3 separate regions of the Mus musculus genome follow, and all the other regions are linked to region 3. A link is a contact called in public ChIA-PET and Hi-C data. All regions are on one chromosome and are shown on one strand. Each heading gives the region's core, a stretch centred on a gene start, on an enhancer-like site or on the middle of the called end of the contact. The rest is flanking DNA. Distances are from core to core; before and after follow the strand shown.

Evidence for each region. Hi-C and Micro-C count contacts between places; a contact is called where the count stands out from the background. ChIA-PET counts read pairs in DNA pulled down with a chosen protein or histone mark.
Region 1: a contact with region 3 is called in an RNA polymerase II ChIA-PET map of memory CD8 T cells, with 16 read pairs. The contact joins two enhancer-like sites. A contact is called at or near these places in 1 of 115 datasets of contacts at active chromatin or transcription factors (memory CD8 T cells) and 3 of 9 other capture datasets (adipose tissue, embryonic stem cells and liver).
Region 2: a Hi-C map of bone marrow-derived macrophages shows a contact between it and region 3, with 37 read pairs. The contact joins two enhancer-like sites. A contact is called at or near these places in 20 of 39 promoter capture datasets (3T3-L1-derived adipocytes, cranial neural crest, embryonic stem cells and 13 more), 3 of 15 datasets of contacts at CTCF or cohesin (CD8 T cells, the NIH/3T3 cell line and large pre-B cells), 4 of 484 Hi-C or Micro-C datasets (B cells, bone marrow-derived macrophages, group 2 innate lymphoid cells and 1 more), 46 of 115 datasets of contacts at active chromatin or transcription factors (the 230-238 cell line, CD8 T cells, DN3 thymocytes and 33 more) and 4 of 9 other capture datasets (adipose tissue, liver, macrophages and 1 more).

The regions. Positions count from the first base shown.
Region 1 is chr4:59,166,223-59,168,922 of GRCm38.p6, forward strand. No RefSeq gene overlaps it. Among named protein-coding and RNA genes, the nearest start is that of Ugcg, 22 kb to the right of the region's middle. Within about 2 kb of position 1,394, at least 20 of the 459 cell types and tissues checked have an H3K27ac peak or open chromatin away from gene starts, as enhancers often do. A contact at or near this core is called in memory CD8 T cells, where this site is marked.
Region 2 is chr4:59,595,412-59,598,111 of GRCm38.p6, forward strand. It overlaps Hsdl2 (hydroxysteroid dehydrogenase like 2), which reads left to right. Exons shown (of 11, transcript NM_024255.3): 5 at 1,452-1,555; 6 at 1,846-1,944. Among named protein-coding and RNA genes, the nearest start is that of Hsdl2, 15 kb to the left of the region's middle. Within about 2 kb of position 1,355, at least 18 of the 459 cell types and tissues checked have an H3K27ac peak or open chromatin away from gene starts, as enhancers often do. A contact at or near this core is called in bone marrow-derived macrophages, where this site is marked.
Region 3 is chr4:59,364,943-59,367,720 of GRCm38.p6, forward strand. Susd1 (sushi domain containing 1) reads right to left here. Exons shown (of 17, transcript NM_001163288.2): 10 at 780-972. Among named protein-coding and RNA genes, the nearest start is that of Susd1, 72 kb to the right of the region's middle. Within about 2 kb of position 1,444, at least 51 of the 459 cell types and tissues checked have an H3K27ac peak or open chromatin away from gene starts, as enhancers often do. A contact at or near this core is called in bone marrow-derived macrophages and memory CD8 T cells, where this site is marked.

The DNA.
Region 1 (2,700 bases), core at 144-2,643, 200 kb before region 3:
CCAGAGCTATACAGAGAAACCCTGTCTCGAAAAACCAATAAATAAATAAATAAATAAATAAATAAATAAATAAATAAATAAAATGGGTTACTTTCTTTCTAACCAACCAACCTTCCTTCCTTCCTTTCTTTCTTTCTTTCTTTCTTTCTTTCTTTCTTCCTTCCTTCCTTCCTTCCTCCCTCCCTCCCTCCCTTTCTTCCTTCCTTCCTTCCTCCCTTTCTTTCTTTTACTCCATATTCCATTCCCTGCCCCCATCTATCCTCCAACTGCTCCACATCCCATACCTCCTTCCCACCCCACTGTCTCCACGTGGATACCCCCACACTCCCACCAAACCTGACCTCTAAACTCCCTGGGGCCTCCAATCTCTTGAGGGTTAGGTGCATCATCTCTGAATGAACACAGACTCTGCAGTCCTCTACTGTATATGTGTTGGGGGCCTCATATCAGCTGGTGTATGCTGTCTGTTTGGTGGTCCAGTGTTTGAGAGATCTCGGGGGTCCAGATTAATTGAGCCTGTTGGTCCTCCTACAGGATCTCCCTTCTTCACAGCTTCTTTCAGCCTTCCCTAATTCAACCACTGGGGTCAGCTGTTTCTGTCCATTGGTTGGGTGCAAATATTTTTATCTGACTCTTTCATCTGCTTGTTGGGTGTTTCGGAGGACAGTCATGATAGATCCCGTTTTGTGAGCACTCTGTAGCCTCAGTAATAGTGTCAGGCCTTGGGACCTCCCCTTGAGCTGGCTCTCAGTTTGGGCCTGTTGCTGGACCTTCTTTTCCTCAGGCTCCTTTCCATTTCAACCCCTTGTAATTCTTTCAGACAGAAACAATTATGGGTCAGAGATGTGCCTGTGGAATGGCAACCCCATCCCTCACATGATGAAAAAAAGATTAGATAATGTTTTTTTTATCTTAGTTAGGATTTTACTGCTGTGAACAGACACCATGACCAATGCAAGTCTTATAAAGGACATTTAATTGGGGCTGGTTCAGAGGTTCAGTCCATTATAATCAAGGAGTACACATGGCAGCATCCAGGCAGGCATGGTGCAGGAGGAGCTAAGAGTTCTACATCTACATCTGAAGGCTGCTAGCAGAATACTGACTTCCTGGAAGCTAGGGTAAGCTTCTTAAGCACATGCCCACAGTGACACACCTACTCCAACAAGGTCACACCCCAGGGCCAAGCATATACAAACCATCATGCCCCACTCCCTGGTCCCCATAGGCTTGTCCAAACACATGAGTCTATGGGGGCCATACCTAAACATACCATAATGCAAAATACATTTAGTCAATTTCCAAAGTCCCGATAGTCTACTGCAGTCTCAACAATATTAAAAGCCCAAAGTTCAAGATCTCTTCTGAGATTCATCTAAGCACTTAACTGTCATCCCCAAAGCAAGACAGGAAACCAGCTAGACAAAGTTCAAACTCTGCATCTGATCTCAAAGTAGTCCTCAGATCTCCAACTCCTTTTCGTCTTTGTTGACTGCAACAAACTTCTTTCTGCTGGGCTGGTTCCACTCCCTTATAGCAGCTTTTCTCAGCAGATGGCCCATGGTTCTGGCATCTCCAACATCTTGGGGTCTCCAAGGTACCTTCAATGTTATAGCTTCTTGTTTCAATGACCGGGATCCACACATGATCTTCTGGGCTCCTTCAAAGGGTTGTCATCACTTCCCTACCTTTGTCTTCTATAGTACTCTAAGCTCAGGTTGATCCACTCCACTGCTGCTGCTGTTCTTGGTGATCATCCCATGGTACTGGCATCTACAATGCACTGGAGTCTTCTGCTGCAGCTAGGCTTAACAGTAGCCTCTCATAGGCTCTCTTCATGGTGCCAAGCCTCTGTTCCTTTGCATGACCCCTCCAGTCCTGGGCCATCAACAACAACTGAGGCTTCCATGGCCTCTCACAGTGCCGAGCCTCAGCTGCTCTTCATAATCCCTTCATGTCTTCAAAGCCAGTACCACCTGGGTGACTCTCACACATTACCAAGTCCTGCTGCAGCATGAGGTACAACCTTGGCTATCTCTAGAACACAAGCTAGCTGCTTTGTGCTCTCAGAAAACACTTCCCAGAAGATTTTACCTCCATGATGCTGGTCTTTTCTTAATCACCCCTAATTTCTGAGCTCCAGCTAACTAGCATCAATTTTCCCAGTAGTCTCCTTTTCCTCTTGACTATAAAGTCAGAGCCAAATGACCAAAGCTGCTGAGTTCTGCTGAGGCTGGAACTTGGGCCCCTTGTTCTATTACATTATCACCAGCTTTCTGTTTTCCAACTCCTTCACTGCCTAAGCTTGGCTATCCTGGAACTTGTTCCATAAACTGAATTTGAGCTCAGAGATCTGCACTAAACACTGGGATTAAAGGTGTGGTCCACCAAGCCTATATTTAAATTTTTCTTTAAGGAGAATTTACTCTGTTCTCTGCTGGCCTTGAACTCAGAGATCTGCTTGTCTTTACATCCTGGGATTAAAGGCTTGTTCTACCATGCCTGGAACTAAATTTAGCTGGGTGGGATCTTGCCCCAAGGTCACTACAACTCCTTAATTCAACTTAATATCTTTAAACACAAGAGCCAGCTCCATTTCACTTCCTGGTGCTCCTTTAATACTCGAACCATATATTTTATATTTTTCCTTTCTCAGCTTGCTAAACTTATTTAAAAGGTTACACCTCGTATAGTAGTGCC
Region 2 (2,700 bases), core at 105-2,604, 230 kb after region 3:
TATTTGATGTGTAAAGTTAAAAGTACGCTGAAAAAATTTTGTTTATATATAAATGTTCAAAAAAAAAAAAAAAAACGTATGCTGAAGAGGTCAGACAGGGAGGTGCTCGCCTTTAATCCCAGTACTTAGAAGGCAGAGGTAGGCTGATCTCTGAGTTCAGAGCAGCCTGGTCTACAGAGTTAGTTGCAAAACAGCCATGTTGTTTTTGAGACAGAAAAAAACCTGTCTCAAAAAACCAAAAGGAAGGAAAAGTGTTGAAATTGATAAGAGTTTTATATTTTGAAATAATAATAATAATAATAGGGGCTGGAGAGATGGCTCAAAGGTTAAGAGCACTAGCTGCTCTTCCAGAGGTTCTGAGTTCAAGTCCCAGCAACCACATGGTGGCTCACAACCATCTGTAATGGGATCCAATGCTCTCTTCTAGTGTGTCTGAAGACAAGGACAGTGTTCTCACATATGTAATATATATATATATATATATATATATATATATATATATATATTTATTTAAAAAATTAGATTCAGGCAGTGGTGACACACACCTTTAAATCCCAATATTCAAGAGGCAGAGGCAGGTGGATATCTGTGAGTTCGAGGTCAGCCTGGCCTACAGAGTGAGTTCCATAAAAACCAGGGAAACACAAAGAAACCCTGTCTCTAAAAACCAAAATTAATAAATAAAAATAAGCTATAAATAAATAAGTATGAAAAATAGCTGTCATGGGGGCAGATATGTATAATCTTAATACCCAGGAGACAGGTACAGTAAGAATGTTCCACATTCAAGGCTACCTGAACTACATGGTAAAGTCTAGGCCAATTTGACCTATGTAGTAAGACTATTGTCTCAAAAAGCAAAACAAAAAACCTCCAGTAATCAACATCAAACCTCTAAATTATATATTGCTTTCAAAGATACGTCGCACTTTGTAGTGGTAAAATAACTAGCACATGCAGTGGTACCCATAGCAACTTTCTACTTCATGTCCAGCATATGCACTATCTGAAGCATCTCATTTAAATCCTTGGATCAGTCCTAGAGGGCACTGGGTATTACCCATTTCATAGTAACAATTCTGAGAACTAGAAGGCTGTGACATACAAAGGGGCAGAAGCAGGACTTGAACCTATGACTGCCTCACTAGTATATTAACTGCTTCTGGAAATTGAGTGTGTGTTGGAGTGGGAGAATTTGGGACAGTAATGATTGAAGATATCCTCAGTTGAACTGAAAGCTAATATAGAAGAGGATTGTTGTTTTTTCCATCAAGCAGACATGAAGCATGATTTCAAAGCATGATTTCAGTTCCTTTTATTATCTTCGTTCTGAAAACAAAAGTACTCCACACATAAGTTATGCCAGCACATCACTGAGCAAGTTTAGTTACTCTGTAGAAGTCCTTTAAAGCAGAAGCTATTGAGTTGACTTGCGTTTCTTTCATTTTCAGATCCAAAGCATGTATTCCTTTTTTAAAAAAGAGCAAAGTAGGTCATATTCTCAATCTCAGCCCACCCCTGAACCTAAACCCACTGTGGTTCAAACAGCACTGTGGTAAGTGTTAGCCAAGGGGATATTTTGTCTGGCCTCAGTGAGAGAGGATGTGCCTAGCCCTGCAGAGACTTAATGTATGGGGATGGGGGTGGGGAATACTTAGGGGACACCCATGCTCTCACGGGAGAAGGGGATGGGGGAAGGATTGTGGGAGGGGTGACTTGGAGGGGGGCAGTGGGCAGGATGTAATGTGAATTAAAAAAAATCATCAGGGCAAAAACAAAAACAGAAAATTGGTTGTTTCTACCCAAAAATTAGTTTCTCAACTAAATCTTTGTGGTTTCTTTTAGCTTATACCATTGCCAAATATGGCATGTCTATGTGTGTGCTTGGGATGGCTGAAGAATTTAGAGGTGAAATTGCAGTCAATGCCTTATGGCCTAGAACAGGTTTGTACTTAATCATTTAATTAGATTTGTACCCCTCCTCTGTGCCATGCTCAAGCCCAGCGCCGTGGTCATATTAGGTGAGCTCTACCCGTGAGCTGGATCCCCAGCCCTATCACTGACTCTTGTGCAGTGTCTCAGGTCACCTGAATCTTTAGGGAAACAAGGCCAACTGTTTACTGTGCAGTGTAGCAGCCTTGCTGTCCATCTCCCCACTTTTACTTTTACTTTAGTGGCTGACTCTTTGGCAGCAGCCATGATGAGAGCATCACACTGGAATATACGGAGAGTCTCCTGAGAGCCAACAGAAGTGTTTTCAGCAAGTCCTGATAGATTTTTAGAGCAAAAGGCTTATTAAAGAAGTGGTAGTTGTAGGTGGGTATGTGAACATGCCTGTAGTCCCAGCTACACTGGAGGCTGAGGCAGAAGGATCACTTGAGCACAGGGGTTCAAGTTAGTACGCCAGAAGGTAGCAGTGCTTGTAAAAACAAAGCAAAATCAGGGAAATAGCATGTCTCTAACACTGGAGAGAGATGCTTTTAACAAGTATTTGTTTGTTTATTACTTTTTAAGACAGAATCTCTTTACTATATAGCTCTGGCTTTTGTAGAACACACCTTGTAGATCAGGCTGGCTTCAAAGTCGCAGAGATCCACCTGCCTCTGTCTCTGAGTGCTAGGATTAAAAGGGTGCACCACCACACCCAGCCGGGTTTTAACTTCTAACAGGGTAGAAAGGTTTCACCTTTTTGAGAATGTG
Region 3 (2,778 bases), core at 194-2,693:
CCAGTGCCCAGTGCAGCAGAGATAACATTTCTGTCTTCTGGAAGATTGCCAGGTCCAGCATGGCCTTGATAGGGACAGAATAACATAGTTCCTGCCCCTGGGACAGGGCCAGCAGGCGTGGGCCTCCACAAGTGTCAATGGCTGCTGTGGGCATAATGTACATATTTGATGTTCCTCCTTTGAGGAATGTCCTCCCCGTTAACATTGATGCCTCCACAATGTTCAGAGACAGCACAAATTAAGGAGGTGAAGGTGTGGCTAACATCTCAGCAAAATGGTAAATGCAGGGACCTTCAGGACAGCCCTTGAGGCTGTGGGAAAGAACCATGCGTTTGAAAATATATAATTTCCCAAGTATGCAAAAACATAAGGATGCAATGTAAATTGCATAAATGAAATATATGGGGCTTCATGAATCTAAAGGAACAAACACAGCTGCACAGTGAGCCAACTTGTCAAACAGACATTAAGGAAGGAGATAGAGAGCCATTTTGAATTTGAAACGAGAGACAGAAGCCTTACAGAATTCCCACTCTAAAGTTGCCTGGAATCTCTATGTAGTCTCCTTTTCTGGAATCTCCTCGAGAAGTCAAAACATTGTACAGAAGGACTGATTGGTAAGATTCAAGCATCAGGAATACCAGACAAAGCTGGCAGTTTATTAGAAGTAGAACGCAGGGCTCTTGACCCCATCCTCTGTGCTCCCCTCATTGTGCCGATGAACCCTCGTACCTAATGTGTTATCCCCAGGAACAAACTGGAAAGGCATCCGTGCCTACCTGTCACTGAGGTTGTTATGGTTATTTGTGCGGAGCGCGGCTCAGTGGGTCTCAGAAGGGTGATGTTTATCGTGTAATCAGTAGCGGGGTACAGATCTAAACACACTTCTGGAGCTCGGTCTCTTGTTGTGAAGTTAAAGAGAGCAGCATGGTAGGAGCTCTCTAGATACCACCTCTGACCCAGAACCTCCACCTGTCAGACGGAAAGAGAGTGCTGCGTTAGCTTCCTGCTGGCTGCCAGATTCCTAGACTGTCAAGAAATCTCCTTCTGCTAATCTTTGTAGGATTACCTTAAAGACAGCAAAGCTCCTGCACCTGTCCTACCCAGTTTTCCTCTCAGGCAGGTGTAGGACTAAGATTGAATTGCATAACCAACGACGGACAGGGAATAACAAGACGGCAGGCGGTTCTAGAGCAATCCCTTGTGCCCACTCAAATGAAAGAGACTGCACCGAAGCTACTGGGCAAAAATTCTTTCGGTTTTGTTCATCCTGAGGACTCCATAGAGAAGCCCCACTGTGCGGGGTACTTAGCATTATGAGAACTATCCCAGGCCATGCTTTGAAAGTGCGATGTGGTTTCTCTTGCGTCTTCCTTCCCATCAGAGCTGGTCAAAGCTGATGAGTGGAGGCATCCCACATACTGCGATCTGAATCACACCGCTCAAGCAACAGTGAGTCACAGAGGAAGCGAGTCACAGGGGAAGTGCAGGACAGATCCCAGGGTACTATGATCAAACGTTATCAACCAGTACAGTTTATCTGGTGAAACTGAGTTTAATGAAGCTCCCATCGTTGGCTCTCCACCCTCCACCATTACTTTCAATCACTGAACGAACCATCCTCACAGATCATCCAAGACTGGATAACTAACTGGCTCATAAGGTTCAACTCTCACCCAAGCCTTCTGACTCTCTTGGATAGTTTAGGCACCCTCAGAGAGAGATCAGCAAAACTTGAGTCCCTTACACTCAAGGCTATGAATGTCCTCCACATGGTTCCAGCTGTCCAATGCCACAGTCAGGCTTCAGGGTCTAGAAAGCATTACCAGGGGAGCTGGGCACAAGATCTCATGGTACCCTGCTCTCCTGGACCACTTGCTGATAAAGGATAATGTATTCACATGTGATATGAACAGTGTGTATATTCTCACATGCGGACAGCTTTTGAGTGCTCACTTTTCTCCAGTGGACGTAACTATATCCCATGTATTACATAAATGGATCCTTAACATATTAAAAGTTCAGTTTATTTTTTCCATTTAACTCTTCAGTCGTTTTAGGGTGTGTATGTGTGCATAGATGCCTGAGGCTGGATGTCTTCTCACTGAACCCTGAGCTCACAGATTCAGCTAGCCTGGCTAGTCAGCAGCCAAAGGAATCCTCTTGACTTGGCACACAGCACGGTACCTGGCTCTTTAGGTGGGGATGGGGTCCAAACTCAATGCCTCACACTTAGGGTGGCAAGTACATTACTAACTGAACGGTCTTCCCAGCCCCAAGAATCACTGGTTTTCTTAACCAAGTGTTTGGCTAGCTTTAACAGAACTCCTTCAGTACTATCATAGAATAAACCATTTGGGTCCTTGAATGTGTCTCTTTTCTAGGGCTCTTTCTCACCGTCCAGCCCTGATTAGGATTTTCACTTCCTCCTTACCTCCCTGCTCCTCTTTGCCCACACCTCCCCTCTTCACCCCCACTTCAGCTAATCCCTACACGTTTTCTATGATACGATTGATGTGGGGTTTGCTTCTTAAAAATTACACCTTGTTGGGGAGAAGTGGAGAGGTGGCTCAGCAGTTAAGAGCACTGGCTCTTAAAGAGGACCTGGGTTCGATTCCCAGCATGGATACAGTGACTCACAACCATCTGGAACGCCACACTCTACTCCTGGCCTCCATGAACATAAGGCACATACACGGTGCACATACGAACATGCAGACAAAGCATGCACATTAAGGTAAAGCATAAGTAAATATTTAAAAAATTATACTTAGAAGT